Regions from separate parts of the Mus musculus genome. Here regions 1, 2, 3 and 5 are each linked to region 4. A link is a contact called in public HiChIP or PLAC-seq and capture Hi-C data. All regions are on one chromosome and are shown on one strand. Each heading gives the region's core, a stretch centred on a gene start, on an enhancer-like site or on the middle of the called end of the contact. The rest is flanking DNA. Distances are from core to core; before and after follow the strand shown.

Region 1 (2,700 bases), core at 82-2,581, 960 kb before region 4:
CTTCTTCAGGCTTGATGGCAAGTCTCTTTATCCACTGAGTCATCTCACTAGCCTATACCATATCTTCTACTTCCCCAAAGTTATTTCTTATGGGGCAGTGGGCCGTGCCAGGAAACTTGGTAAGGTAGAGCCGGTCTGAGATCCCTGCACCCAGGTACCCACCTGAGAAGGTAGGCGCTCCTTGCTCCCTCCTAGAGTCCTGGCCCGCAACACGTGACCACACTCCCCATGTTGGTCGTGTAGCCCAGAACAGAGTTCTCCATGCTCATGAGGTACCTAGAGGCCCTAAGGGTTTAACCAATAAGCTTCCCTTCCCAGACATTCCTCCCTGTAAAAGGTATTTATTATCTGGTCCACCCCGAGGAGTTGGCATCATCCATTTCCATGGTGAACAGTTGATAAATGATATGGATAAACAAGGACTGTCTCTTTCATCAGGAACCACCATGGGGAGTATAGAGAAGGCCTTTGCTTACAGAGCCACAGTGACAGAAGGCTACTCTGCACTCCCGGACAACTGCTACCAAGCTGAGGACGATCAATCACCAAAGAGCTAAGCCGGAGCTCCCATTTCCCCAGCCCCGGGCTCATCATCGCCCTCAGCCCATGGCCCTGATTCCATTCCCAACTCTTCATGAGCCAGTGGCGCCTGGGTGTCCATGAGTTTGGGAGCACCCCGTCCCGGACTCATTGCAGGCCTGTGGACCCGAGTGCTTCATTCCCAACTTCTCTGTATGGGTTTTCCGGCCCCAACTGGATGCCTGGGTGTCAGGGAACCCAGCTTCGGCCTCCCACATCTTAGGCTGTGTTTTCTTACCCCCTGAGTGGTGTCTAGGCGCTTCCCTAATGCCTAGCATCTGAGGCAGCAGCGCAGGGTAAATGCAGTCTAGTATGCTTCTTGAGTTTACCTCCCCAGTGGTGCCACCCAGCACCCAAGCAGTGGGGCAGAGCACAGACCCACGTCTGGCACTTCCGCATTCTGCCTGCCCAAGCAGAGTATCCCACACCCCAGTGGCGGGGCGGATGTGGACCCACAATTTCTCACTCTGTGAATGTCTTTTTCTGCATATAATCATCATGAATGTATGCATGTGAATGTGTACGCACATACATGTGGAGGCTGAAGGACAATCTGGTGTGGCTGCTTGTATTGCGAATGCTAATTATGTTCCCCATAAAACTGCAAGGAGCTTCTGGGAACCTGCCCCCAGTTGGTTCTGATTGGTAAATAGAGATGCCAGCAGTCAATAGCTAGGAAGGACAGACAGAGGCGGGATTTTAGGACCCTGCCCCCTCTTGGGACCGGAAGCAGAGAGGAGAAGGAGGAGATCCATCAGGTTGGAAGAGTGTGGAGTGACGCCATGCTTGAGAAGAGAGCAGGACAAAAGAGCACGGCCCTGAGGGTTGCCCAACAGGGTCTAGAGCGGCCAAGATAGAACATAGAATTCAGTAAGTAGAAACTTGGCATTTCTGCCGGGAGGTAGATTCTAACAGCATGGAGGTTAGGCAGTGGCCCAGCTCTTGTGCCATTTAAGGCATATTAACATATAAAGGCTGAGTGTGCGTCTTTGGTCTTTCGTTTGGGAACATTAACCATTGGGGATTGGGGCGAGCAAAACCCGGCCACCAGGATTAATATTTAACGTTACAATGTGGAGTGTCAGCCTCAGGATCATCACCCTCTCATTTGATTCAGGGTCTCTGATGGGCCTAGAGCTCCCCAGTTAGGCTAAACTGACTGCTAGTGAGACCCTGGAGCCTCCTTTCTCCACGTCCCCAGTGTTGGGATTACAAGCATGTGTGAGGCCGTTCCCCCTCTCCCTTCTTTATGGCCGTTTTACTGAGGTGGGGAGGAGGGGAGTTCAGGCTACTGTTTCCCATTGGAGACCTTCTGGCGAGCTTTCTACCCGCTTCAGCATATCTCGTGCTTTCCCTTCTGTCTCACTGATCTGCAGAGCGGCAGAGCACCTTGGCTGAACTGTCTTTGAGGACTTTCATTGGGGCTCCAGCTGAGCACATCACAAGGTCGAAGTTCACCAGTGACGTCAGTGTCAGTCAGTGTCACGGGGCACCGGTCACCAGCCGTTTGGTGTCTGTGGTCCCAAAGGCTCTGGTGTTTGAATCCTTGGGCACCAATTGGTTGTTGGAGGAAGTACATCACTGAGGGTGGGGCTTGGGAGTTTCTAGCCTTCCCTCATTTCCGGTCTGTTTTCTCTGCTTCATGCTTGCATTTGTGGGTATAAGCATGTAGCTTCTAGCTCCTGCCATTATGCCTGCAGCTCCCGGCCATGCCTCCTGCCACAATGGTTTTAACCCTGTGGAACCATGGGCTCAATTTTAAATCTTTCCAATCTAGAGTTACCTTGGTCATGGTGGTTTATTACAGCCATGGGGAAGGAGTAGTTTCTATCCCATTTCCTGTCTCTCAGGAGCCAGGAGAAGAGGGACCTGAACAAGAGAGAGAGAAAGAGAGGAGAGGCTGTGGAGATCTCGAGGACAGATTCAGCTAGCCATGACATGCTGTCTGTGTTGTGGTAGTAATGTTCTGAAAATAATCGTTTTTGTTGTTGATAAAGCCTTCTGTAAAATTTCATGCTGAAGATCCCAGGAGTGAGCATCCAGTTCCCCTCATAGTAGTAGAGAGATGCCTCGAAACACACACACACACACACACACACACACACACACACACTCGTGCCA
Region 2 (2,700 bases), core at 31-2,530, 860 kb before region 4:
ATCTTAATTTTTGTTTTCCCTTAAAAAGAGAACTTTCTTTGGAATTTCTTTTATAATAAATATCAATAAAATGGTTGGGGAGTTTGGAAAAAAAATCCATGTTCTTTGGATGTGACTTTCAGGTGAAGTTTTATAAAATTTCTCTGTAGTCTACCATGAGCATTTTTACAATATTCAGAAATAAATTATATCACTTCGCATTATAAATCGTTATTAAAATGATCTGTAGTGTAACTAGCCGGGAACTTAAACATAACTGTAAAAATGGAAATAAAAATCTATTAATGCAATAAACCTACTTAATAAAAGTTACTTTCATATTCAAAAACAAAATATTAAGGCGTGCTTCAGATCTGAAAGTCAAAAATGAAGGAATAAATTAGCCGGGGTTAAGAGCCTTGCAGCAGCTGACTAACAAAGCTCCCGGGGATTATAAAATTTCATGCTCTCGTAATAAAAAGGATAAAGGATCGGCTAGAAGACCACTAAAAGTTCAAATAAATGAACATAAGAGAGAGGAGAAAGTCTGACAAGACGGAGACCGCTAATGTGTGAAGGCTGAAGCGACGGAATTAAAGTGCTGGAGACCGGAATTAAATGCAAAATGAATTCGGGGAGGAGATTAATAGAAAATTATAAAGGTAAATGAGTTCGGTTTCAGGGTTTCAGAAAACTTTAGATATCTCATTATTTTTCTTAGCACTTAAAGAGAGGCAGAGAAAGACAAATTAAAACTGGGCATAAGCCATACTGGAGTGAGTGGGAGAACCGATAATTTCCTTACCTGAAACCGCCCCTCCCCGTATTCCCTAGACTTGACCTTCAGTTATTCAGTACCACAAAACAGCCCCCAGTGTAGCAAGTCCTCCCAGAGTCCTTTGCAGCACACTGGGGCTGTGAATCTAAGTTTTTGTTTAATTATGTGGGAATATATTTAAAAGGAGCCGACTCTATGCCTCTCTCCTTCCATTCTTCCGGATCGTATGATACCTGATGGCAGCGGGTACTTCCAGCAACAGTTTTGGACCACTTGATGGTCATGGGAAGGAAAATTATATGGAGAAATGACAGGGTGGAAGGAGGCTGGGACACTGCTGCTGTGACCCCGGGTTTCCTAGTTCCAGACTTAAAAAACTCCACCCGATGTGATTTTGAGTTACATCCTCCAAGTCAAAGGAGATGTTATTGGAGAGAATTTCTGCCTTCAGACCTGAGCTTCAGTGGCAGAGGCGGGGTTGTGGTGGGGGTGCTGAGGACGTGACCCTACCGTGAACCGAGGCTGATGCCAGAGGCCAAAAGACTGTAAGCCAGAGTCTACTCCAATTAAAATATGCGGGGGCGGGTGGGGTGGTGGTGGTGTGTGGGAGAGGCAGGGGAGGGATGGGGGAGGCGTAGGTGGGGCTGGAGACTGGTGACGGGGGTGGGGGGGTGGGGTGGGTGGGGTGGGTGGGTGGGGGAGTGGGGGTGGGGGTGGGCCAGGGGTTGGCGGTGTCTGAGGCCATGGTTCATTTGGTGAAATATTTGCCTTGCAAGCACAAGGACTAGACTTCCATCCTCAGAACCCATGTGAAAAACCAGGCATGGTGGTGCATGCTTGCAATCCCAGCACTGGGGAGGCAGAGGCAGAAGGACCCCTGGGCTTCCCTGGCTGCCTGCCTAGCTTACATGGAGAATTATAGGTCCGTGAGAGGCTACTTCTCAAGCCAAAGGGGGAAGGCATCTGAGGGATGACCCCCAAAGTTGGCACACAAACACAGAGAAGAAAAAGCCCATTTTTTTTAAAAATTTGAATATGACTTTGCCTAGAGGGAGCGACGTTTTAATTTCCTTATAGATCAGTACGATCAGGTACTTTGAAAAGTTTTTTTGTTTCTTTTTTTTTTTTTCTTTCTTCTTATAGAAAGACAGAGTAAACGTCAATGCTGCTGACCAAGGTGCGCTTCTCTCACTTGTTTATAGGATCTTGAGGGAGGGCGATGGTGTCCCTGTTGGAGAGGGGAAGCAGACGCTGCATGAACTTTGACCCCATCCTGTTGCCGGCTCAGTATCTCCACTGTGCTCCCGCTCTGTCTGTTGAGGCAGGATCTCATGTAGCCCAGGCTGACCTCCAATGTAGCCAAGGATAATTGTGAACCCCCGGTCCTCTTTTCTCTCTCTCCCAAGTGCTGGGATCACAAGGCAGTACCCTCCCCCAGTTTTATTTGATACTGGATAGAATCCAGGGTTTTACACAGGCAATGCAGGGCCCTACCCTTGAACTCCAGCATGCCCTGCCCCCATTTCCTCTTCCTATCTGTCTACCACAGCAGTAGGAAGGTCCGGGACATTTGTTTGCTCTTCAGGAAACACCTCCCATCTTGGCCGTAGAAGGCATTCTTTGCCCTCAATCCAGATTGAATTTCCTTTATCCCGAAAAACTGGTGACTCACGGAAGTGTTTCCAGAGTGAACATGGTTAGAACTTCTCCAGAACCCTTGGGGGAGAGAATCTTCTAGGCTTTCCCTTCTTGTGTTCTCCAGTAAGTCTCCACAGCATGCATGCCTCTGAGCAGCACTGACTCCTCCCGTGGGTTCCAGGGAGTCTGTGATTGCACGCACCAGGCAGCTTTCTAGTTCCTCCTTCCCACCACTCCGCAATGTTTATTCTCTGAGTCGTTAGTCATGTGCTGGGCCATGGAAATACAGCAGTGACTGAAACCTG
Region 3 (2,832 bases), core at 16-2,515, 730 kb before region 4:
CGGCCACTTTTGTGCCTCGAGAGCTTACAAAGTTTACAAAGGGAGTCCACAGCAGGGAAAGCCTGGACTCTCGAGTGGCGTGAATAGCCACCTATGTGTTCAGCGAGTGGCACCTGTGCTTGTGATTATAGTATAGACCGGTGGCAGAAAGGTAGGGCATGAAGCCCCTCCCTGTAGACAAGCGCTGTCTTCCTAAACTGGAAACAAAGTAGAGGGAGGGTCTGAGAACATTCCTGCAGTGTCAACAAATGAGGTGGAAGGTCCAGGGTGTGGAGAGGCGAATCCAGGAATGGCTGCTCCCCGTCCCCAAAGAACTCCTATATAAACACTGCCCTTGTCCAATTCATACCAGGGAGTAGCACTATCAGGTATGGTCCTGTTAGAGGAGGTGTGTCGCTGTGGAGGCAGACCTTTGAGGTCATATGCTCAAGGTATGCTGGTGTGGCAGACAGTCTCCATCTGCTTCCTGCAGGTCAAGACACTGAACTCTCGGCTCCGCCAGAACCAAGTCTGCCTGCATACTGCCGTGCTTCCCCCATGATGGTCATGGACTAAACCTCTGAAGTTGTGAGCCAGTCCCCAATGAAAGATTTTCCTTTATAAGAGTAGTCTTGGTCATGGTGTCTCATCACAGCAATGGAAACCCTGACTAACACAGATGCTTTCTGTTTCCCCATGAAGTGACACGGCGCAGAGTGACATTAATAGAATAAATATGGTAGAACTGGGAGAAGTAGCCCTCATCCCTGACACTCACTGAGGATGGTCCACGGGCGACCCTTCTATATATTCACATGCTCTTGTGGGCAGATGAGAGTGGTGAGGTGAGAGGGGCATAGCCAGACGGAACACTTGTTTCTTCTGGGATATTGTCTCTCCGGTTCTGGCTGGTTGTTGCTGGATCAGCTAGAGAATACTAGCTGCCTTTGTGAGGAACTGCAAGAGATCGAGGAGAAAGCCTTGCCTAGTCGAACCATCTCATCTCCAGGAGGGTTGGGCGCTTACCCAAGTGGAATCCTGGGTAATCTGTTCTCTGGAAGCCCTGCCAGATCTAAAGCTTTATAGTTTTAGGGAAGCTTCATTTTTTGTTTGACTTTTTAGCCTATAATTCTGGGGTGGGGGAAGTAGTTTGTAAAACTCAAATAGATTTTGGCATGAACTTAGCTGAAATTGACTGCCTTCTGTCATGAGTTAATATTAAACAGAGCTTGTCGGTGCCTAAATATTTGTCTTAGGAATACCCACAGACTCCATTTTCATCTGGGCTGAGCTGTAATCTTTGGTCTAATGGCTGCAGGATATAGCACTGGATAAATCATGCTTTCTCCATCAGAAGGATGCCAGGGTGGTTGTCTACAGATGGGAGGATGTGTCGATGGACGCCCGAGTTTTGGCTTGCATCTACTGCAAACAGAGGAACGCCTCTGCAGTGAGCCCATTTGATGGTTAAGCAGTCGCCACCCTAGACAGCTTGATGCTGCTGTGCTCAATCAGGTTCTAAAGATTTCAGATGCTTGCTGTTAATGAACCATTTGCTTAATTGATGGGGCAGGAGGAAAAGGGTTTGCGGAATTGGAGCAGAAACCTGGACAGACTATCGCTCCTAGAGACAACCATCTTCAAGGGCAGGCTGCGGAGACCTTAAAGCAATGAGGGCGTTTCCTGCTCCCCAGTCCTTGCCACCCCTCAGCCTGAGTAACGTGAGTGTTAATGAATGTCTAAGAAAAAAATAGAAGAGGAAAGAAAAACAGTTGGTTTTATAGTTGTTCAGTTTGGGCCCAGTCTCTGAAGATGAAGGTTTCATTGGTACCTTGGTGACACTCTTTTTCAGAGTGTGTCTTACTTCATCTCTCTCTGGGCTCCCCTCCTGAGCTCTTGCGTTTTATTAATTATGGAATTCACCGGCCATCTTAGAAAAATGATTAATGGTACTTCAGAAACATAGAAGTAAATAAGCCAGGTTTCAATATACGATCGTGTAGGCCTGATAGAAACCCCAGGGCGGCCATCTTTTAAGAGGTCTGTGTGAGGAGTTTAACACCAGCCCGTTGCTGCAGTACTTAAAGTCTGGTGGCACTGTGAGTTATCGCCCTGCTGCGGATGGGGTTTTCAATGAATTTGTAATTTGAAAAGTTAAATTAATCCTGAAATATATTATTTGCTGTCTGTTTTTCCACTCAGGAAAGAGATCCCCATGTAAACAGAGCCTCCCTCTCTGGCTGCTGTGAGTGTGAGCTGGCCACAGATACTTGCCGAATTTACAGTGGCTGTTATTTTTCAGAGCACAGACAATCAATTTTTTTTTTATTATTAGGTTTTTTTTTTTTTTTTTTTTTTTTGGAAAAGAGATACCACCACTGTGAAAAAAATATTTTCCAGGAGATTTCTGGTACTTTCATCATGGTTTATGTTGTCCTGAGATGTTCTGCTGAGGACATACTTGCTGCACCCATTGTTGGTCTCCTTACTAGATTGTAAGCTTTGTGAGGCTGGGGATTGCCTTTTAGTTCAGGATACTTTTCCTGCACTGGCCACAGGAATCCTGACATGCAGCAGGTATCCCGTATATGCTGATTGAGGCATACAGAAATATGTATTTATTTTAAAAAGGAAATGACTTTGGAGATCTTTACTGTCATGGGGGGAAATATTAACAGACTCAGGTTTGCCTTTACTGCCCTGTGAAGAACCTCATTCATTTATTCAAACAGTTTTTACTGCGGACCTGCTCTGTGCCACACCCTGTTCTAAGCACCGCAGTCAGTAATTACTAACGCCGAATGCCCTAGCTTCTCTCACTACCCTTCCTGTGAGGTAATTTAACACGTGTGT
Region 4 (2,700 bases), core at 119-2,618:
TAAGGCAGTGGCAGGATTCCAAGGAGTTCATTAAAGCCTGCCACCACCCTGTTGCCCACCAGGCATTCCCAGCAGCCCCCGGGGCCATGGCGGTCTGAGAGCAAGACAGTCACTTGGAAGGGAGTGGTCGGCTCTGAGGATAGGGGGACCCACCCTCACCCCCCGCCCCTTTGCACGAATGAGAGGAGACAGCAAACAGTTAATGGTTTAATCCTTTACAGAAAAAGTCACGGCAGACTCGCGATTCTTGATGGTAATGAAGGTGTCACACATTGTCTAGAGAAAGTTGTGCCTGGCAATCTTCCCTTTTTCGGATGCCTACCCCAGTGACATTTCATCTCACATCCACCTTAATGAAATGCATAATTAACATATTCTAATTGTGCTGAGCGCTGCGATGATTTTGACAGAACTCACTTTCCATGTCTAATTTGATGCTAATTTAATCTGTTCCTCTCCCGCTGACATGACCTTTCTTGATTGAGTTTCACTGAGGAAATTTTTTGATGGATTGATTTATCAGCAGTGCGGAGACAACAAAGGCTCAGGGTGTGTGACAGAAAATAGGAAGGGACCGGCCCTCGAAGCCAGTGCGCTCTGAACTTGCTGGCTGGAATGTCCTCTTCCCAGAGACAGCTTGTCTGATCTACTGATGGAATTTGAGCAATGTGACATTTGTGGGTGGGTTTGATCTTCCGATAAAGACGGTAAATATCTTATTGTGGCTGTAGCATTTTGCACAGAAAGCCCAGGCACCATGGTCGCAGACTCTTCTGTGGATTCATCTCTTCTAGCCTTGATCCCTGGATAAAATGTAGTGTCGGGTAGATTCAACCCACAGGGAAGGTGGCAAGGCAGGAAGACAGTGTCCATCTTAAATTGTCATGAAAAAAAGGCATTTCCACTAGGGCATGGGGCACGGATTCTCTGCTTAGGCTAAAACCTGCCCTTGGATAAGAATTGTGGGTTTTCCTGCAGAGTTCCCCACACCCTAATACATCCAGTTCCAGGTCTGAGTCACGTAGGTCAGGACACAGAGTGAGAGCTGTGAATGTCCTCAATTCTCAGACTCAACTGGCCGAAGGAACATTCGTCTTCCTCAGGCTGCAGACACAAGTCAAAGCCAGACCCCGGGTTCCAGATGACTCACACAGAACAACCCGTGAGCCTGCACGCTATATAAAACTGGCTGGGTTTTTTCCAGCAGATTTTAAGCCTTGGATCTGCATGGTTAGGTCAGAGTGTCTCAGCCAGTTCCTCTGAGGTCATTTCAGGACAGGGGATTCTTTGTTGGAAAGCGGAGGAGTACCCCATTCTTCCGAGGGGGTACCCCCTCCCTCCCAGAGTCATGTCAGCTAAAACTATCTACAAGCTCTCTCTATATCTCCCTATGGCCAAAAGAACCTTCCAACTGAATACCCCTGACATCATAATGTCACATGTGACATCATAATGACACAGCCCCAGCTGGACTCCCTGCCCCTCCTCCTTCTCAATGCCCCGTGTCCCCTCACAGTCTGGCAACCCAAATCCTACCCAAGTGCTTCCCAGCACCTCTTCTGTCAGAGCACAGATGAATACAATGTATGAAGTATTGATTTATCTATGGTCGGTCTCCACTCATTAACCTATGTGCCCCATAAGATTAGGACCTTGTCAGATCTTTTCCTCTCTCTGTTTTGCTTTGCTTAATTAGGGTAAAACACATAGGATACAAAATTAGTCTTTTGGGTTGTATTTTTTGTTGTTTTTGTTTTTTTTTTTTTTTTTTTTTTTTTGAGACAGGGTTTCTCTGTGTAGTCCTGGCTGTCCTGAACTCATTCTGTAGACCAGGCTGGCCTCGAACTCAGAAATCCACCTGCCTCTGCCTCCCAAGTGCTGGGATTAAAGGTGTGCACTGCCACCACCCGGCTAAGAGTGTATGTGTGTGCCCTCAGAGACCAGAAGAGGGTGTTGGCCCTCCTGGATCTGGAGTTACAGGCAATGGTGAGATGCCCAATGTATGTACTGAGAATTTTCCTCTGGTCCTCTGCAAGAGCAGGACATCTCTTAACCACTGAGCCCAATCTTGTTTTAGCCATGTGAAGTGCACATCTACACCACATCCTCATTTCAGAACGTTTTCCTCATCCCTACAGGGAGACACACACGCAACCGACTTCTCCCCTTTGGCCCCCTGGGAACCAGTCATCTCCTCTCTGTGACTGGGAATCTGCCTGTTCAGGACACTTCATACATGCAGAGTCATGCATGTAAGTAGAGTGGCTTTGAGAGAGGATCCACCCAGCGACTCCCTGATAAGCTGAAAATGAATTTGCCACATAACTCAGTCATTCCACTCCAACGTATATATCAAGAAGAATTGAAAGCAGAAACTCTTCAAAACCTTCTTAAAGAATTTAAGCTGTAAAACTGCATACAGTAATAATCATAGGTGTACTGGTCACTGCAGCCGAATGGTACCCACCCCCTGACAACCGCAACGCAAATGTGCTGTGTCCATAAAGGGAAGTGGGGGGCTGATGTGTGCGCCCCAAAGGCAAGCCTTGCCTGTTCTTTCTGCAGTGTGTCTTCATCAGCAAGAACAATGCCAGGCACATAGTAGGTATCCTGTAAATACAGTCTGGACACATGAAAGCTATAAAAAAAAATAAAAATAAAATAAAATAAAACAAAACAAGAAAACCAAGCAAGTAGAAT
Region 5 (2,700 bases), core at 146-2,645, 560 kb before region 4:
TCTTTGCTCCGCCCCTATGCATGATAGACATTTTCTACTCTGCATTTAGAATATTAAAGACACAGAGCTCCTCCCTTTGCCATCTCTCAGTCTGGTAAAAGCTTCCTGCTGTCAGTTTTCTCCAAGCACTCAACAGTCCCTAGTCCTTGAAGGACATCTTGATGCTGTCCCAGCCGCTCGCTGGATTACCTGGTCCTTACATGCAGGAGATGTAGAAGTCTGAAAAGAGACAGTATGGAGAGCAACATAGAGCTGACACTTGGGCCATGTTGTCTGTGTGTGTGTGTGTGCGTGTGTGTGGTGTGAAAAAAGCCAGATGTCACCTCCAGTATTATTCTTCATGCTAACCACTATTTTATGAGACAGAGTTTCTCACTGGGACCTGGGTCTCCCTGGGTAGGACAGACTGACTGACCAGTGAGTCTCAGGGATCAGAGGTCTCTGATTCTACAGTGTTGGGTTAGACCCAGCTTATCTCCATGGCTTTTGGGAATTGAACATGGGTTCTATTGCTTGTGAGGAAGCCCTTTTATCCGCTGCATTAGTTCTGCAGCTTCGTGATCTTTGAGTTTAATGTGATACTTGTTTGCTGTTGATTTAGGCAACTCTAAGGCACAGGACCAGAGCTCAGTGTCTCCACCCCGTAGGTCACGTTTTCAAAGCCGTCACCTTATACATCGATTATACAGATACTGCATTTGATAATACTGCACAAGAGCACAGCCTCTCTGCTCTCCTGGAGCCTCGCACCTTGGTGGGGATGTCTACAAAACCCGATCAAGAATAGACAAGGAGATATTGTGAATTGTGGTCATGGCCCTGGAAGAGGTGAACAGGATGCTGAGAAAACTTGGGGACAGAACAGGAGGCAGAGATGGTTAGAGATGCTGGGTAGTGGAGTTAGACTCTCCATAGGCAAAGAAATGCATTGCAGAAATCCAAAGACCATGTGAAATACAACTACTCAAGTGACAGCCAGAGAAAGCTATAGTCCCCAAACATTTATGTCACAGCAGGCACAGCTGTGACTTGCTTAAAGACAGCAGCAAGAAGACTGAAAACATCCCAGGGGCTTCATGGTGCCAGCGTGTGTGTGTGTGTGTGTGTGTGTGTGTGTGTGTGTGTTCATGCATGTGTTCACACATGTATAGATGTGTGTATGCACGTGTGTACATGTGTTCATGTATGTGTGCATACATGTATAGATGTGTGACTGTGAGTGTATGCATGCACTCGTGTATGCACACACACACACACACACACACACACACACACACACACACACACACGTGCACAGAGGCAGTTTTGTTTTTCCCAGGTCCTCATTCTCCTAATGTCTTCACACAGCTGTCTCACCTGAATGCCATTCGCTAAATGAGGCAGCAGCTTTGGATTCAGGGAAACAAAGGGGATGGTTGTCATAGTAACAGAGGCCACCAGGAACCATGGCAAGCCCCTCCTCCTCCTGTTCTCCTGAATCCCTCTCTCTGGGGAAGGCTCAGAGAGATTCCCTCAGCCACAGGAAGATCCTGCCAGTGGTCCTGCCCTGTGCGGGGCACTTCTCATGCTTTGGGCTCCTTTACCAACCTTCCTATAGCTCAGGAAAGCTACTCCATTCTTGGTTACTAAGGACAGAAGACAGCCATGAGACAGGTTCACAGCTCCAGACCAGACACTCCTTTGGAAATATTTTGCCTTTCTTCCTTGCCTGTTCCTGCCCTGACAATCTCTGGAATATAAAATATACATCAGGATATATTTGAGACACGGTGCCTGACTCTGTTTACCAGGCAAATTTGTAGTGTTCGTTGCCTGCTGTCATAGGAACCCGAAATTCTACCCCTGAGTGTTCACTCTACCCTCTCTTAGGAAGAGTGATTTTTTTTTGAAATATTCATCATGTTCCGATCAATTTGAACAGATCAGGGTATCTGTAAAAAGATAATGCTTGACAGCAAATGAATTGAAGCTCTTTTAATTGGAATGAAGTTCCCTTGTGAGAATTTAATTTTTTTATTGACATTTCCAGGAATCCATCCCAGATAATTCGAGACTTCCTTATGAAATGACAGCCTGTCCTATCTTCTCAGACTTAGAAACGATTCCTATTTTGGGGTGATATGAAAGTCGTTCTTAACTTACACTGTTCCAGCCATCTTGAATGCTGTTCTGGAGTTCCACTTTTCTCTGGCCCGTTGTTTCTTATATTGCCAATCCTGTTTGGGACAGAAGAAAGAGGTTTCAGTTGGGAAAAGATTCTGGAGTCCTTGGAACTGGGTTCTGATGCAAGCCATGCCCGCTCCTGTTTCTCACTGACTGGGGTTGCATCTTAGTCCGCTAGGGCCCTTAATGAGTTTTGGTGGCCTCATCTGTAAATGGAGACAGTATCTATTTCTCACAATTATGGTGGTGATTGAGTCAGGGAATCCAAAGAGCATACCTCTGACCAGGCATTACCCATCACGCAATGATGATGGGCGGGAGCCCATCTTACCTGCCCCACAGGGTTAAAGGCTCCTGAGGGGCAGGGGTCACTAACTTCATTCTTTTTCCCCACTCCTGAGCACATGGCAACACCAGACACAGCTAACATTAAAAAGAATCTTCCATAAAATTACACTAGCTTCATTAGTTCAAGTGATTTCTTTCTTCTTCCGTTGAGAGAAGAAAGGAGGGAAAAGAAAGGTGGGTAATTAAATC

What was found. HiChIP or PLAC-seq counts read pairs in DNA pulled down with a chosen protein or histone mark. Capture Hi-C pulls out chosen DNA fragments and counts their contacts.
Region 1: a contact with region 4 is called in an H3K27ac HiChIP or PLAC-seq map of differentiating embryonic stem cells, with 8 times the contacts expected there. The contact joins the enhancer-like site here to the promoter of AY702102 in region 4. A contact is called at or near these places in 4 of 39 promoter capture datasets (hippocampal neurons, liver and pre-B cells) and 7 of 115 datasets of contacts at active chromatin or transcription factors (craniofacial prominence, differentiating embryonic stem cells, embryonic basal ganglia and 4 more).
Region 2: a contact with region 4 is called in an H3K27ac HiChIP or PLAC-seq map of embryonic stem cells, with 10 times the contacts expected there. The contact joins the enhancer-like site here to the promoter of AY702102 in region 4. A contact is called at or near these places in 5 of 39 promoter capture datasets (hippocampal neurons, liver, pre-B cells and 1 more), 2 of 115 datasets of contacts at active chromatin or transcription factors (both in embryonic stem cells) and 1 of 9 other capture datasets (embryonic stem cells).
Region 3: a contact with region 4 is called in a capture Hi-C map of embryonic stem cells, with 5 times the contacts expected there. The contact joins the promoter of 9430093N23Rik here to the promoter of AY702102 in region 4. A contact is called at or near these places in 4 of 39 promoter capture datasets (hippocampal neurons, liver and stem cell-derived epiblast-like cells) and 1 of 9 other capture datasets (embryonic stem cells).
Region 5: a contact with region 4 is called in a capture Hi-C map of embryonic stem cells, with 4 times the contacts expected there. The contact joins the promoter of 4930529I22Rik here to the promoter of AY702102 in region 4. A contact is called at or near these places in 3 of 39 promoter capture datasets (hippocampal neurons and liver) and 1 of 9 other capture datasets (embryonic stem cells).

What each region holds. Positions count from the first base shown.
Region 1 is chr2:169,004,705-169,007,404 of GRCm38.p6, forward strand. No RefSeq gene overlaps it. Among named protein-coding and RNA genes, the nearest start is that of Gm33622, 25 kb to the left of the region's middle. Within about 2 kb of position 1,332, at least 17 of the 459 cell types and tissues checked have an H3K27ac peak or open chromatin away from gene starts, as enhancers often do. A contact at or near this core is called in differentiating embryonic stem cells and embryonic stem cells, where this site is marked.
Region 2 is chr2:169,099,446-169,102,145 of GRCm38.p6, forward strand. No RefSeq gene overlaps it. Among named protein-coding and RNA genes, the nearest start is that of Gm52536, 22 kb to the left of the region's middle. Within about 2 kb of position 1,281, at least 4 of the 459 cell types and tissues checked have an H3K27ac peak or open chromatin away from gene starts, as enhancers often do. A contact at or near this core is called in embryonic stem cells, where this site is marked.
Region 3 is chr2:169,233,573-169,236,404 of GRCm38.p6, forward strand. It overlaps 9430093N23Rik (a long non-coding RNA gene), which reads left to right and starts at 1,266. Exons shown (of 2, transcript XR_001783623.1): 1 at 1,266-1,700.
Region 4 is chr2:169,961,819-169,964,518 of GRCm38.p6, forward strand. AY702102 (cDNA sequence AY702102) reads right to left here and starts at 1,369. Exons shown (of 1, transcript NR_131974.1): 1 at 195-1,369. It also overlaps a transcript of Tshz2 not described here.
Region 5 is chr2:169,404,061-169,406,760 of GRCm38.p6, forward strand. It overlaps 4930529I22Rik (RIKEN cDNA 4930529I22 gene), which reads right to left and starts at 1,396. Exons shown (of 3, transcript NR_166086.1): 1 at 1,357-1,396.